4 separate regions of the Mus musculus genome follow, and regions 2, 3 and 4 are each linked to region 1. The links are chromatin contacts, called in public HiChIP or PLAC-seq maps. All regions are on one chromosome and are shown on one strand. Each heading gives the region's core, a stretch centred on a gene start, on an enhancer-like site or on the middle of the called end of the contact. The rest is flanking DNA. Distances are from core to core; before and after follow the strand shown. Region 1 holds the start of 4930573C15Rik (a long non-coding RNA gene). Region 2 holds the start of Gsx1 (GS homeobox 1). Region 3 holds the start of Rnf6 (ring finger protein (C3H2C3 type) 6). Region 4 has its middle 30 kb from the start of Mtif3.

Region 1 (3,626 bases), core at 308-2,807:
GGTTAGAGGGGCCAAACAGTGAGACTAGTCAGACTCCTGGCAATTCTTGGGAGGCAGACGGATTGTGAATTTTGGGTCAGCCTGGACTACATAGCAAGACCTTATGTAGTAATATAATAATAATAATAATAATAATAATAATAATAATAATAATAGCAACAACAACAACTCATCAATGAAACACTATACACAGCCAATACACAAAGATATCAAAGACATAATGTTGAATGATAAAAAGCCAGAGACTTAAGGGTACCCTGGCTGTGAATACGTTTATTTAACTTCTAAAACCAGATACCACAAATCTACAGCGCTAGACGTTCAGATAATACTTCTGTCGGAGCAAAAGGCTGAGGGGATTGACTGACTGAGTGTGGGAAGGGGATGGGGACACCAGGACACAGGAACGCTCTTCACCAACGATTGTCTGGCTGCTGCATGCACAAACATGTACACACACAACATTCTGTTAGAATGTGTGCATCTTACTATCCACATGACACCAATTTAGAAAGAAAGAAAGAAAGAAAGAAAGAAAGAAAGAAAGAAAGAGAGGGGGGAGGGAGGGAGAGAGAGAGAGAGAGAGAGAGACCATCCTTTTTAGCCACTGAGTAATATCACTGACTGGTTGTCTGCTGGTAGCATGGAACAAAGCCATAGGACAGATTCACCCAGGTACTCAATCAGCCCTTGGGCCTGGGTCAATGGGAGTGGCTATCTGCACATCTCATTTTAGCCCTAGATTTAAAAATTAATTACGTTTGTTTGTCTCCTAGGCACCACTCTTTAAAACAGTAACAATGTGGGCCAGAGAGATGGCTCAGTGGTTAAAAACACTGGCTGTTTTCACAGAGGATCTGGGTTGGGTTTCTGGCTCTCAGTTGGCACACAACCATATTAATCTCCAGATCCAGGGGGAATCTGATGCCCTCTTCTGGCCTCCTTGGGTACTGCATGCATGTGTTGCGCATAGCCACATACAGGCAAACATTCATACACGTAAAATAACCATCCCTTCATCGTACACATAAAATTGTACACATAAAACCACCCCTTCATCATACACATAATATAAAAATAATGATAAAAATCATTTTTAAAATTACAGCAATCTTTGTCCCAGCTGCCATGTGGCCCCTTTCCTAGTTTGGGGAAGGGGGCCTTCAGATTCCTTGAGAAATTCTCATTGCCCTGTGACTCTCTTACTTATGGTAGAAGTGGGGCCAGCCAGACCCTGCTGTCGTTAGCATCAGGTTGAATGGAGACGGAACGGAGCTCTGAGAGAGCTAGCTCCAGGAATGATCAATTCTCAGACATCCACTTTCCAGGAAGTGGAAGGCCTCTGGTCTGCCACGGGGCTGTGCTGGCTTGAGGGCCACTCGGGCTAAGCTGGGTATGGAAGATACTGATTACAAAGCCATTTGTAACCCGTGGTTGGGTAATATAACCATCCCTTCCTCAGCGTGCTGGCCACAGTTCTCTGCCAGGCCAGGAGTTATGGGTTTTTTATTGGTGCTACAGGGGTGATATTTGAGCAGCCTTAGCGCTTAGTCATTTCTGGTTATCAGTGAACTGTAATGTTTCAAACTGCCGGGGGGATGGTCAGAGATAAACTTGGGCCAGCTGCAGACTGAGTGGCGCCTGTGACTGGCTTCACGTGTGTTGTGGATACTCTTTCTATACATCTCTTTCCTCTTTCTCCTCCTCCTCCTCTACCCTTTCCTCCCCTCCTCCCCTTCTCCTTCTCCCCCTCCTCCTTCTCTACCACCAGCACCACCAACTCCCCCCTTCTTTTTAATAAGTTGTGGGATGATACATCATTTTTTTTAACCTAGACATATGTATAATGAAAAAAAAAACCCTCAGATGCAAAGGTGAGAGATGGTCCTATTGACAGCTGTTTCCTTCTTTGCTTTTCCTTCTCTCTTGCTTCTCAGTCATTTGGCCTAGAACAAGTGGATTTGGGGGACAGAATTGACCAGAAAAAAAAATTTTTAAGGCAGTCAGTTCAGGGCTGGAACAGGGCATGTCTCTTCAGATTTCTGAGCTCAAGGCCAGCCTGGTCTACAGAGTGAGTTCCAGGACAGCCAAGGATACACAGAGAAACCCTGTCTTGAAGCCCGCCACCCCCCCCCCCAAAAAAAAGAGAACCAAATAGACTTTGTAGCCACATCAGTCTCCTAGGTACATCACAAGGGCTGCAGGTACAGATGTTACATCGTATCCAAACAAGATGATCTCTGAGGTCCTCTAACTGCCCCGGGAAGCACACTGAAACGTCTCCAGGGGAATCTGCAGGGTAGCTCATGTTTGTGTCAGTTTGATCTCTAGCGAAGGGCATCTGGATCCTTCCTCGAGAAAACCGAGAAAACCATGGTGTGGCAGGTGAGGACCCTGAATGTCTTTAACGGCAGCACTTGAGAGGCAGAGGCAGGAGGATCTCTTTGAGTTTGAGTGCATCCTGCTCTACGTAGCATGTCCCAGACTATCAGGGGGTTACACAGTGAGACTCCCAAAGTCTTCCCCTTGACCTGCAGAGGTCTCTTATTTTATTTCAATGGTGTCTCTCACTTATGTACCTAGTAGTGCATTTGGTTGTAAGGGAGTGAGAAAAATTCCACTCTCTACAGTTAAAGGGGAAAGTCTGGCAGCTGCAAAGGGGGGAAGCAGGTCTCCAAGCAGGTCTCTGAACGTAGGGTACTGACAAGATCGTTGGACACTTTAAACCATTCATACCATTCCTGGGGCTTATGGGAACCCCTTAAACAGCACCTTTTCTCTTTGCCTTTACCCAAATAATATCTTAAAATAACCTCTGTTGCACCCCTAGTGCCAGGCTGAGTCTGAGTAGCCATCAAGGCAGACAGGCATCCAGCCATCAGGGATGGTGGTAAGCGGCTGGTTGGTGGGCTCACGTAATCACGAGACTCTCTTACCCCAGCAGTATCAGGCCGTTTCCTGGTGATATTTTTGACTTTTGGGGGATCTGTTGGAAGACTGGATTCACAGCTGTCTTCCATGTACTGTGCAAGACCTTAGTACTGGGAAACTTTTGGGTGCTGTCCTTTTGTTTAAGATGGTGGAAAGAAGCAACTCTGACCTCAGGTCATCCCAGATGTGCGATCTGACCAGGGTTCAAAACCGGCTGTGGGACTGGGGAGGCGACTCAGTCAAGAAAGTGTTTGCTATAAAAGTATGGGGGCCTGGGTTCGATCCCCAGTAGCCTAAGTAAAAGCTAGATGTGGGTGGATTCAGTTCCTGCAATCCCAGAGCTGGGTGGGGCAGAGACAGGAGGATGCCAGGAACTTGATCACCTGCTTTTCTAGCTGGGTGGGTGAGCTCCATGCTCAATAGGAAAGCCTGCCTTAGAAAATAAGATATATATGTAACATATGCACACACATGAACATTGACCCGCTACCTGCTGGCTCTAAAAGTCCCCTTGACTCCCCCTCAGAGCTCAGGGTCAAGGTTCCCCCCCCTCTTATTTGTATTTATTTCTTTACTGAGATAGAGACTCCCTAGGTAGTCCTGGATATACCAGACCTTGTGTGTAGATCAGGCTGGCCTCGAACTCATAGCAATCCGCCTGCCTCTAGCTCCCCAGTGCTGAGGTTAGAGGTGTG
Region 2 (3,626 bases), core at 384-2,883, 480 kb before region 1:
CAAGGGACAGGGGCACTGTCTTCAAGTGTCTGCTAAGGTCTTAGCTCTGCCTAAAGCTGCGCACCACCGCAAAGCCCAACGAAATCCGTCGGTTGGCCAGCGGGTGCCTGGGGACCAGTGCGGGAAGGGTCGGGGTGGGGGGTGGGGAAACCAATGGTCCTCTAAAAGGCGCACCTACGGAGTGACTGTGAGATCTCTGTCATCCTTCCCGGAGGAAGATGGAGACATGGGCAATTCGTCGTCGTCCTCTGAGCATTTGGCTGAGGAGAGCGAAGAGCACTTGCAGCCTTGCGGTGCGCCCCCGCCGGCCCCCGCCCCAGCTCCGCCGCGGTGGTTACTGCCTTTGCCTTCTTTCTTGTGCTTCACCCGGCGGTTCTGAAACCAGATCTTCACCTGCTTCTCGGACAGGTTCAGATAGGTCGCGATCTCGATGCGCCGCAGGCGGGAGAGGTACATGTTGGAGGCGAACTCTCGCTCCAGCTCCAGGAGCTGTGTGCTGGTGAACGCCGTCCGCATCCTCTTGCTGCTGGGCAGCTGGTTCGAGCTGCTGTCTGGAGGGCGATGGGGGGGGGGGGGAGGGAGGGAAAGAGAGAGAGAGAGAGAGAGAGAGAGAGAGAGAGAGAGAGAGAGAGAGAGATCATCAAACCTCTGAGCCTTGGGCCTAATTTCCCGCTGAACTGAGGCTAGCCTCAACCTTGGAATCAGGCACACATCCCTTCCATCCTTCCATTCATCACTCCACAGGCGGGTGCCTCCTTGCCAAGTCACAGACTCCAATTCTCCTCGGAATCGGTTGTCCCTAACACCCCTTTAAGGAACATCTCAAAGCTGGCCTTAACCCCTTCCCCTTCGCCCCAGGATCTTTCTGGCTTCTCCCCGGTTCCTACGTCCGGTCCCAGTCTAGCACTGTGAGCGCCCCTCGAGTATCCTCACCGTCCCCCATAGCGCGCCGTTTCCCCATCCCTAGCTCACTCACTTCCCCCCACCCCGGGACCACCGCCCCCCAATTTCGCGCGGGGACCCCGCTTACCCACAGAGATGCAGTGAAACTGTCTGGGATCCGGCAGCGGGTAGGAGGTCTGGTAGAGTGCAGCAGCTGCTGCGGCCGCAGCCGGGCCGTGGGCGACTCCAGGGGACACGGAGTGCTGGCGGCCCAGGGGTGCGTGGCAGTACTGCGATCCGAAGGGAGGGAAGGACGCCTTGAGTAGCGGCAGTGCCGGCGGCCCGGGGGGCCCGTGCAGCTGCGAAGCGGTGACACAGAGGGGACACACGCACAGCAAGCCGGCCTTGCGCGCGTGGCAGGCGCCCGGCGAGAGGCCGTGGAGCGCGTGCGGCGGCGGGACCGCGTAGGGGAAGAGCGGTGGCGGGCTGCCCTCCGGAGCCTTCTTGTCGCTGGCTTCCCGCAGCACAAGGGAATCCACCAGGAAGGAGCGCGGCATGGCTCCGGCGCGCGGTCCACCTGCCGCCAGCCCGCCCCTGGAGCCCGAGGGAACTGCAGATCCTGTCGTAGCTTCCCCTGGCCGCGGCCACCCGCAGCTTCCCGGGCCCCGGAGGCTCCACGCGCGGCTCAAGCCCGGGCTGGAATCACCTTGGCTGCTGCTGCGGGCACCTCCCGGAGCGGGCGAGGTGCTGGCCAGCGCTAGTGGTGCTGAAAGACGCCGGCGGCGCCGCTTAAATAGGACTATTGCCATGTGATGGGCTACGCCAGGAGCGGCCGGGGCCTCTCAATAGGGTTTTTGTGCCCTTTCTCTTGGCATTCACTCTGCACGCTTCCTCATTATTTCACTTGTTAACTAAATGAACTGCATAATGTACTCTATTCTTGTCAACCCCACCCACGCCGTAACAGGCGCACTCGCCCCCCTCCTCTTCCCTTTTCGGGTTTATTTTCTCATTCTCCCGCGATTTAATATTCTTTTCTTTCTCTTTATTTCTTACTTTCCTTTGGCTTTGCGCTGGCGATCGGTCCATTTATCTTATTGATTTCCGCACCCGTGCTGCCTCGCTTGCACAGATCCCCGTGGGCGCACACCCATCTCCTCTGCCCACTTGATCCTGGTCCCTTTCTTTCTGTTACTTCTTCCTTGCTCGTTCCCCCCACCCCAGTTCCACCAAGTGTATCGCTTTCGCTTAGTTCTCGAAGCTCAGCTCTGCATCCTATGAAGCATCCTAATGGGCGGCCACCATTCCCACCTGTGGAGTCTCTTCTCTCGCACTATTTGGAGACAGAAAAACAAGGTTTCTGAGTGCGCCTCAGAGGATGAGAGAAAGGCTCCCTAGTCCTCATTGGAGACTAACCTCATCTCTGTCCGTGTTTTCTCAGAAAATCAAAGGCTCCCAATTTTGGTGTTGCCTGTGACTCCTCATCTTTGTTCGGTGGACCCTTGGCCAACCAGCTCTTCCCTTCAACAACAGGGCCGTGTATGTAAAGAAATAGCAACAAAACAAGTACGCGGGTGGGTAGTCTTTGAAAATACGGACAGATACATAGCAAGGGGAGTGAGAGCCGAATTCGTGGGTATGAAGCTTTCCCACCCCACCAAACGTGGTGAGTGTGGATGGTGTAGACTCTCACAGACGTTGCGCGCGCACTCTCCACTCGCACACACTCCACTAGACACGCCGGTGCACTCGAAAGCGTTGCTTCCCACGGCTGGAGAGAAAGGAAGAGCACTCTTCTGTCTTTCCCAGTTTCTGTTGCCCTTTGCTTCCTCCTACCGTCGCCGCACTCTTTTTTTTCTTTCTTTCTGGTAACACAATGGTTAAACAACTTCAAATGCCACGCTCTGTGTACACAGCTTCAGTTTTTTAAAAAAATCATCCCGGGATTCAGAGCTGTCTCTGTCCCTGTGCGTTTAACATACAATGAGAAATTAGCATAAAAGATTTCGAATTTACTACTTTCGATTTTACAAATCGCCACAGTCACCTGCTCTGAACCGTGAACGGAATCGTGAGACCAAGAAAGGGGAGCTTTACGGAGGGGGTGGATGAATCAGTGCAAGGCCGCCCAAACCCGAGGCCTCTGTATGGGTTTGCAGTGTTCATGACATCCGAGCCGCCACAAACAACTGGTTAAAAAAATCAAAGATGATTTGTTATGGGAGAGGGTGTGTGTGAGAGCAACTGCCTCGACAATGGGAGGGTCGCCATAGGGGGAGCTAACCTGCGTGGAGGGCGTGCCATCTCGCCATCTAGCAAGAGTGAGGGCTCAGTGGTCCCCTGGTGCTTGGCATGCGGTGCCCCCAAGCTATGGTCTCGGCCCCAAAGCTCCCGCAAACCAGCCGGTACGCATCAATGCAGCCTAATTCCCGTTCTAATTGCTCTCTGGGAAATTTGGGCTGGGCTGGGTGGCGGGAGAGCTGAGACTAGAGAGGGGCTCCCCGCTGGGCTGAGGCGGGTTAGGGCGGAACGGGTGTGGACGCTGCCCGAGGGTAGAAGGGGGAGGCTGCTGCGCTCCAAAGCTGGCAAGTCAGCCGAGGTGCCAATGCAAGGGCTCTCCTGGGAGCTGCCGAACGCCCCAAGCGAGGAAAGGGTTAAGAGCCCTTGAATACAAGCAAGGCCAAAGCTACTGGGAAAGAATATGGGGGGGGGGGGGGGAGAATAACCAGTTTCCCCCTCTCCCT
Region 3 (3,626 bases), core at 434-2,933, 480 kb after region 1:
TTTAACCAATCTGCCTTGTAGAGTGTTTAACATGTCCCTGGAGGGGAGGGGGGAACGTCTGTTCACAAGTCCCACTTCCAGTATTAAAAAGAAATGGAAGGGACTTCAAGGTAAGGTGAGAGATGAGAGGGCTGGCTTGATGTGTGCCTCTGAAAGACATAGTCAGAGTAAGAAAAAAAATAGACATCTCCCCATCTTAGTCAAAGTTTCTATTGTTGTAAAGAGACACCATGACCAAGGCAACTCTTGTAAAGGAAAGCATTTCATTGGGGCTGGCTTATAGTTGTAGAAGTTTAGTCCATTAGCATCATGGTGGGAAGCATAGCAGTGTGCAGGAGATAATGGTACTAGAGAAGGAGCTGAGAGCTCTACATCTTAATCCATACACAGACAGCAAGGAGGAGACTGAATATGTTTCACACTGGCTGTAGCTTGAGCATCTAAAACCTCAAAGCCTTGCCTCCACAGTGACACACTTCCTCTAACAAAGCCACACCTCCTAATAGTGCCACTCACTATGGCCAAGCATTCAAACACATGGATCTACGGGGACCATTCCTATTCAAACCACCACAATCCCAAATAGAGCTATACAAAGAAAGCTTTAGAGAATCATGAAGCAATTGGATACTAGAAAAAAAACAAAGTCAGGCTACACAGAGACATACACCCACCACTGTCTCCATCACATAGCTCCCTGATGAAGTTGGGGAAAGGAACTCCAACAATAACCTTACTTCCAGAAGGAAACTCAAAGGAAAGTCTTATCCTCAGAACAACAACATAAAAGGACATATAGACAGTTTGGATCAATATTCAAAGGGAGAGAAAATAATCACCAAGCAGGACACCCTAAATAAGACCCAACCCACTTTAAAGCCATTGGTCTCCCCAATTGGGGTCACTTTTCTACAGGAGAAATCTGTAACACTCTCCTATGTTTTAAATATTAAACAGATGGGGAGAGAGGAGGGGAATCCTCCTGATAGACAGTATCACCTTTTACTCTAGTAGTTTCATTGATGCTAAGGCTTGCTACATCATGGTAACAAAGCACCCAGCAAACATGGTAGCACATCCCTAAGAAGGGCAAGAAGCTCACCAGCTAAAGGCCTGCCTGGGCTATATGAGCCCCCGTCTCAAAACAAAACAAAGTCACTCAATAATGAAAGAAGGGAGGAAAGAGTTATGAATCACAGCAGTATGCGCGTATTAAACTGATTAAGCCATTTGGCTGATGGGGGTGTCAGGAAAGGGCCCTACCAGGACCACAAGAAATGGTTGGGTAAATCTGGTGTCATATAATGAAAAAAGAAATTAGACAAGGGATAGCGGGAGAGAAAGAACGTGAATGGTTAATATTGGGAGCTTCGAAGTGCTTTCTCATCACAAGCACTTGATATTTAGTTTCCTCATCCCAGTGAACTACACTAAGGGAAAATTTCAAACTGGGTAGTTAACCCGGGTAGTAATGAGCAACGAACAGCTTGACAGATGCGTTTTTCTCCAGACTTCGTCAAAGGACACTGAAATACGAGAAGAGGAGCTGGCATTTCCAAAGGGTGGAAAGGCGCCTCCGCCTTCGGTCCTGAAGCCGCCACGGGCTCTGAGTGCCTTGACCCGAGCCCGCGACAGCCGGACCTGCGCACAGCAGATGCGGAACTCGGGCGCCGCGGCTCGGCTTCCGGGGAGCGCCGTTTCCAGACGCACCGGCAGGGTCGCTGCAGACGGTGGCCAGTCTTAGTTCTCCGAGGCGGTGCGAGAAGGCCGGAGATCGGACGCTCCTCTCTTAGCTTTCTCTCCGCCAGGTCGACTCCGAGCAGCAACACAGACTCTGAGCTTCGCGCCTCAGGGGAAGATTAGAGGGCGTAGCGGCCTTCGAAGGCTCGGCCAAGAACCTTCCGCCCCCTCGCCGCCTCGGTGAGAACAACCGCGGGTCATCGCGCTGGAGGTGGGGTCGGGGGGAGGGGGCGTTGGGTACACGGGGCGGGGGAAGGGTCATTTGGTGAGTCTCACTACTACTTCCGGGAGACGCCTCGGAGAGGAGGACGTGCTAGGGGGCGGGGTTCCGAGGGGAGAGACACTTACCTCTTATCCGATTGGCTTATTGCTTGCTGGTTGAGCTTTGCTAGTTGCTGATTGGCCGGCCCCAAAGCCAAATCCAGGTCGCAGGGGAAGCGTTACTTGAGGCTAGATTGAGGTGAGATTGGTCGGGTTCCTGAGTCCAGTTCGTTTACTGGAGTAGGGACTTCATCTTAACCCTAGTCGGGGGCCTCGATTAACAGGATAAGGAAAAGAACCAGTAGCGGGATGGTGGGGGCGGTTGACAACGAAGTGAAGGCTTAGAACTAAACTAACTTCCTCACCTAACCCTAGCTACACCCAGATGGGAACGTGATACGGTACGAAGGCCTTTGAGAAAGGAGGAGGCGCAATCCTCGGAGCGGTGACAGTGTAGGAGGAGAGACCTTCTGGGAGGTTTTTTTTTTTTTTTTGTTATCTAATTGTATGAGTCTCTAATTACCTAGATGATGGTATAACAGAACCTTCTGGAGAATTTAGCTCTGGCTTTGCAGAGGAGTCGGGAGACTACTGGGTGTTCCGGGACTTCAAAGAGGCAGTTTGCTGAATAATACAACTTTTGTTTTTATTCAGATGAGCAGCTCTCAAAAGAGGCACAAACATCAGAAGCATGGATACAGTCTCATCTGTTAGAAGAATGTTCAAAGGAAAATAAGGTATTCATTTTGCCTTACTTATGCTTAGTTAATCCAAGAATATTGCCTTGGAGGAGAAGATCTCTGGTTTTTTAATATTTTAAAGAACTTGACTTTTTTTGTCATTAGATTTCCACTTATTAAACATCTGTTTCAAAAATCAAGTTTCTAAGCTGGGCGTGGTGGTGCACGCCTTTAATCCCAGCACTTGGGAGGCAGAAGCAGGCGGATTTCTGAGTTCGAGGCCAGCCTGGTCTACAGAGTGTGTTCCAGGACAGCCAGGGATATACAGAGAAACCCTGTCTCGAAACACCCCCCCCACCCAAAAAAAAAAAACCAAGTTTCTGCTGTGACCACCAAAAATGCACTTTGCTAATAGTTACTGATTGCAGTGCAAATGGAAATCCTTTACTTTTTGATATTATTAATTAAATTAACATCTGAGTGAATCTTGCTCCCCCCAAGGGGTCTCATATGTGTGTGTGTGTGTGTGTGTGTGTGCGCGCACACACACACACATTCTTGAATGTTCTAGAATTCACTCTGTAGACCAGGCTGCTCTGGAGCACACAGAGATTAGTCTGCCTCTCTCCTGAGTGCTAGGAATGAAGACATGTGTTACTACACCTAGTTTAGTGGTTGGTTTTGTGTGTTAACTTGACACAAGCCAGAGTCATCACAGAGAAAAGAGCCTCAGTTGAGGAAATGCCTCCATGAGATCCAGCTGTAAGGCATTTTCTCAGTTAGTGGCCCAGCCACTATCTGTAAGTGGTGCTTCCCTGGGCAGGTAGCCTTGAGTTCTATAAGAAAACAGGCAGAGCAAGCCAGTAATCAGCACCCCTCCATGGCCTCTGTATCAGCTCCTCCCTCCAAGTTCTTGCCCTGTTTGAGTTCCTGTCCTGACTTCTT
Region 4 (3,626 bases), core at 348-2,847, 290 kb before region 1:
CACTTCCAATGGCACCCTGCTCTAACTGCCAAGAGAAACTTGCTTTGTGTTGCAATGGCCCTGTCCACACATGACACTTCCTGTGCTTTTTCATGGCTGTACGCCAAAGGATGTACATTATCTCTTGTCACAAATCTCTTGTCACCCCCGTTATTATTTGGTACCTTTATTATCTGGGACAGATGTATTTAAACAATGTTGGGAGGCTGAAGCCACCGGTTTTGTGGATTAACAGGACCTGTGGCAAAGTAAAGATTTGGAACCAAAAGCAAAAATTCTAAACTCTAAGGGTTGTTGTTGTTTTAAATGAGAAATAAGCCTGCTGGCTGGAGAAGCTATGTTCACTTACAGAAATAGAATTAAACATAATACCTTTAGAGATGAAGTAGACCTGGGTTTGTAGAAAACATTAAACAACCCGACCAAACGCCGTGGACGTGGAGACAAGCGTCCGCTCCGATGGAAAAAGTGACTGTCAGCAACACGCCTGCACTGTCTTGGGCTCTCCTGTGAGTGTTTTACCTTGGCCGCAAATGAAAACATTTAAATTTCTTTAAAATTACATTTGACTTAATTACGCCCGGGGCCCCAATCCTGTGAAGCCCCCATTTTTGCCTGCTTTTCCAGTGGATGGAAGAGGCAGGCTCCTCGCCCCATAAAGACTTGTTTTTCTCCAGGACGCTCGCTATGTGCAGAATGTTAATAGCCGGCTGAGCATGAATAGCTCTGTGGCGCCACTTGAAATATAGAAAAATGGCCCGGACATTAAAAAAGATAAAAGCGAAAAGGGCAGTAATGAATTTAGAGGAAAATGAACATTAATGGCCCTGGCATTGCTTGTGTTCCCACATAGCGGATTATTGGAAATCTGTCAAGCACACCAAATTATCTACTCGTCGGCTGCTGCGGGGCCCTCTACAGCCATCCAAAACCAGCAAAAGCAAGACAATTTAAGCTAATTTTACTATTTATAACAATAGAACAGGCCATTAAGATAAATTAATGTCATTATCAAGTTTCTATGAAAATGACAAATGCCACTCTCTGGAGCAACTTAGGGACTGTTGACGATAATGAAACCCACCGCACAGGTACTAAAGACAGACACTCCACGTAATTATATTCTAGTAGTCTGTTTGTTTCCTGGCCATTCATTTGCTTTCCCCACAATTAGTTCTGTACACAATATGTCAGTAACTAAACAGTCAACACCAGGCAGCATTAGGACTAATTGGGCCATTAGGATGTAGTTTCCAGCCTTTCTTCTTCCTAAAGGGGGCTGGGAGTAAACAGAGCCCAGGCACAATGGTGGGGATCGTCTTCATTTAGGAAGATACAAACAGGGTAATCAGCCAGGCAGGTGAAGGGCCCTGCACAGAATTCCCCCGAATCTGGGATGCTCACAAACTCCGCAGTGAGCTCTCCTGCTCTCTCCCCTCCATCCAGGGAGCTGTCACATCAGGATGACCCAGAACCAGCAGCGTGGGCTGGAACGGGGCCATCCAGAAGTGCCAAGAATTCCTGGGACCTGGCAGGCCTGCCAGTTGGGACAAGGCTGAGTCACTTAGGGTTTGGCCAGGGGAAAGCCCAGGTCTGCGGCAGGGCTGTGGTCTCTAGTCATTACCTTGGGGCCGAATTGTTGTGAGGTTATTCGGGGACTGTCAACAGCACAGATCGTCTTTCCCTAAATCAGAGGTCAGTGGGAAAGACTTGTCTCTGGCTAGCCAGTGAGAGGTTGGTTGAGCAAAGATGGCCACAGAATCACAGTACTGAGGCACGAGTGGCCGATGTGTGTCACGCCACACCCTGGAGCCGCGGCTGCCGTTGTAATCTAAGGGATGGGACTCAGGAGGCCTTTCCCAGTGCTGTGCAGCTGCCAGGACCACACTGCCTTCCAGGCTGGGGTATGTGAGAAACGGCCCACCTCACCTACCTTTGCTCTCAGTCTGTGACTCTCAGGAAATAGGAAGCATACAAATAAGAACCCCAAAGATCTCAGAGTAGCGAGGAGTTAGCATGACAGAGCTACCAATCAGAGGAAAACCAACCGAACAAGCGAAACTGAGCACAGCATACATAAGAGACTCCTGAAAGCCATGTCAGGTGAGACCCTGGAGTGGCAGCCACTGTATCACACCATCTCCCAGGGCTTAAAAATCCATCAGCAGAGGGGACCTTAGAGATGAGCTCTAAGGACACATCTGCAGATCACTGAGGAAACAAGATCCAAGGACCAGATAGTGAGGGGCTAGACTGCTCCTCAGAGGTAAAGGGGTGTCTGGGTGTGGGTGTGGGGGTGCGTGGGGGTGCGTGGGAGGTGCGTGGGGGTGTGTGGGGTGTGGGGGTGCGTGGGGGTGCGTGGGGGTGTGGGGGTGCGTGGGGGGTGCGTGGGGGGGTTGTGTGTGCTTGTGCAGACCTTCCTGCTTAGAGCTGAAGTCCCCACAGAAGACATAATGCTTTTTCTTTATATAGTAGGAGGCTTGGGGACATGGGGACTTGAAACCCAGGTTCGCTCCTGTTTCTAAGTTTCCTGGCCATGTGCCTATTTGACAGGGGTCATCCAGTTAGTAAATTTACGTATTGCTAGTGGTTTCTGAGCCAACTAGACAGGACAGTGATTATACACACCACCTGAAGAATGGCATTCACAGTCATCATTACTCTGAATGTTCAAAGCTCTCCAAATGATGACATGGATTGTTTCAGCTCCCCCAAGAAGTGGCCTCAGTTTATTGTATCAGTTTCCCCATGAGGAAGCCAAGTGACCCAAAAGCAGAAAGTCCAGGGAACAGTCTGGAAGATTCAGCTCACCACACTGTGTAGGAACACGAGGCAGTGACTCGGCTGTCATTGCATCCTGCAGAGTCTGAGGCCTGCCTGGGCCTTCCCTCCTGGCTATCCTGCAAGCCTTACGGTTGCCCAGCCTTGTGCTATGCTGAGACTTTGCCGGCTTTAGTTAGGACAGCAGGCGCTGAAGCTTAAATTCATAGCCATGCCCATGGGTACTACTGTTAATAGATACAGAGATGTGTTAGAATTCAGGGTGCCTGCCTGAGAGTCTCATTGCTGTGCTGCCCAGGGGATATTTCCCCACTGAGGCTCTTCTACCAGCAAGTTGAAGATGGCAGAATCCTGACCCCGTCACTCCCTGCCCCTCACCTCGGCCCAGTTTTTTTTTTTTTTTCAAATCTCAAGCCTCAGTTTTCCCATCCATGAAATGGGGTTGAACATTTTCTCCATCTGATCATTAAGACCGTCAGGACAAAATATTTCCACTCGCAGAGCCTCTCTGACCCTCTCTTGTTGATTTCGGTAGCTTCTAGTGCCTCACTAGCCGATTACTGACTGTGACAACCTCATTCTGCAAAAATCACACGAGCTTTTACAGATCTTTACGGGAAGGAAATAGGCTAATGCACTGTTTCCCCGAGTGTGCCGGGCGCCCAATCTTTCTCTAATGGGCTCAAATTGCAATTTTAAAATCTAAACCGTGAACTTAAACCCTCCCACAGACATGCGCAGGAGCGATGTCCTCTCTCACTCCTTATGTTTCCAGAGAAAATGAAAGCTTGAGAGAGTGAAAAACAAAAGTCCGGCCTTCTCCTGCCTCCGAATAGCAGGCTTTA

Evidence for each region. HiChIP or PLAC-seq counts read pairs in DNA pulled down with a chosen protein or histone mark.
Region 2: an HNF4G HiChIP or PLAC-seq map of pancreatic cancer cells shows a contact between it and region 1. The contact joins the promoter of Gsx1 here to the promoter of 4930573C15Rik in region 1. A contact is called at or near these places in 11 of 39 promoter capture datasets (the 3T3-L1 cell line, cranial neural crest, embryonic stem cells and 4 more), 6 of 115 datasets of contacts at active chromatin or transcription factors (acute myeloid leukemia, embryonic forebrain, embryonic midbrain and 3 more) and 2 of 9 other capture datasets (embryonic stem cells and liver).
Region 3: a FOXA1 HiChIP or PLAC-seq map of pancreatic cancer cells shows a contact between it and region 1. The contact joins the promoter of Rnf6 here to the promoter of 4930573C15Rik in region 1. A contact is called at or near these places in 1 of 39 promoter capture datasets (erythroid cells), 1 of 484 Hi-C or Micro-C datasets (the G1E-ER4 cell line) and 1 of 115 datasets of contacts at active chromatin or transcription factors (pancreatic cancer cells).
Region 4: a contact with region 1 is called in a CTCF HiChIP or PLAC-seq map of the NIH/3T3 cell line, with 6 read pairs. The contact joins the enhancer-like site here to the promoter of 4930573C15Rik in region 1. A contact is called at or near these places in 1 of 15 datasets of contacts at CTCF or cohesin (the NIH/3T3 cell line), 14 of 484 Hi-C or Micro-C datasets (CD4 T cells, CD8 T cells, Th2 cells and 7 more), 2 of 115 datasets of contacts at active chromatin or transcription factors (large pre-B cells and pancreatic cancer cells) and 1 of 9 other capture datasets (embryonic stem cells).

Annotation. Positions count from the first base shown.
Region 1 is chr5:146,701,768-146,705,393 of GRCm38.p6, reverse strand. 4930573C15Rik (a long non-coding RNA gene) reads right to left here and starts at 1,557. Exons shown (of 2, transcript XR_868703.2): 1 at 1,207-1,557.
Region 2 is chr5:147,186,703-147,190,328 of GRCm38.p6, reverse strand. It overlaps Gsx1 (GS homeobox 1), which reads right to left and starts at 1,633. Exons shown (of 2, transcript NM_008178.2): 1 at 1,031-1,633; 2 at 1-551. The coding sequence starts at 1,439. The coding sequence ends at 175.
Region 3 is chr5:146,219,514-146,223,139 of GRCm38.p6, reverse strand. It overlaps Rnf6 (ring finger protein (C3H2C3 type) 6), which reads left to right and starts at 1,683. Exons shown (of 5, transcript NM_028774.3): 1 at 1,683-1,920; 2 at 2,656-2,738.
Region 4 is chr5:146,991,617-146,995,242 of GRCm38.p6, reverse strand. No RefSeq gene overlaps it. Among named protein-coding and RNA genes, the nearest start is that of Mtif3, 30 kb to the right of the region's middle. Within about 2 kb of position 1,597, at least 44 of the 459 cell types and tissues checked have an H3K27ac peak or open chromatin away from gene starts, as enhancers often do. A contact at or near this core is called in the NIH/3T3 cell line, embryonic fibroblasts and pancreatic cancer cells, where this site is marked.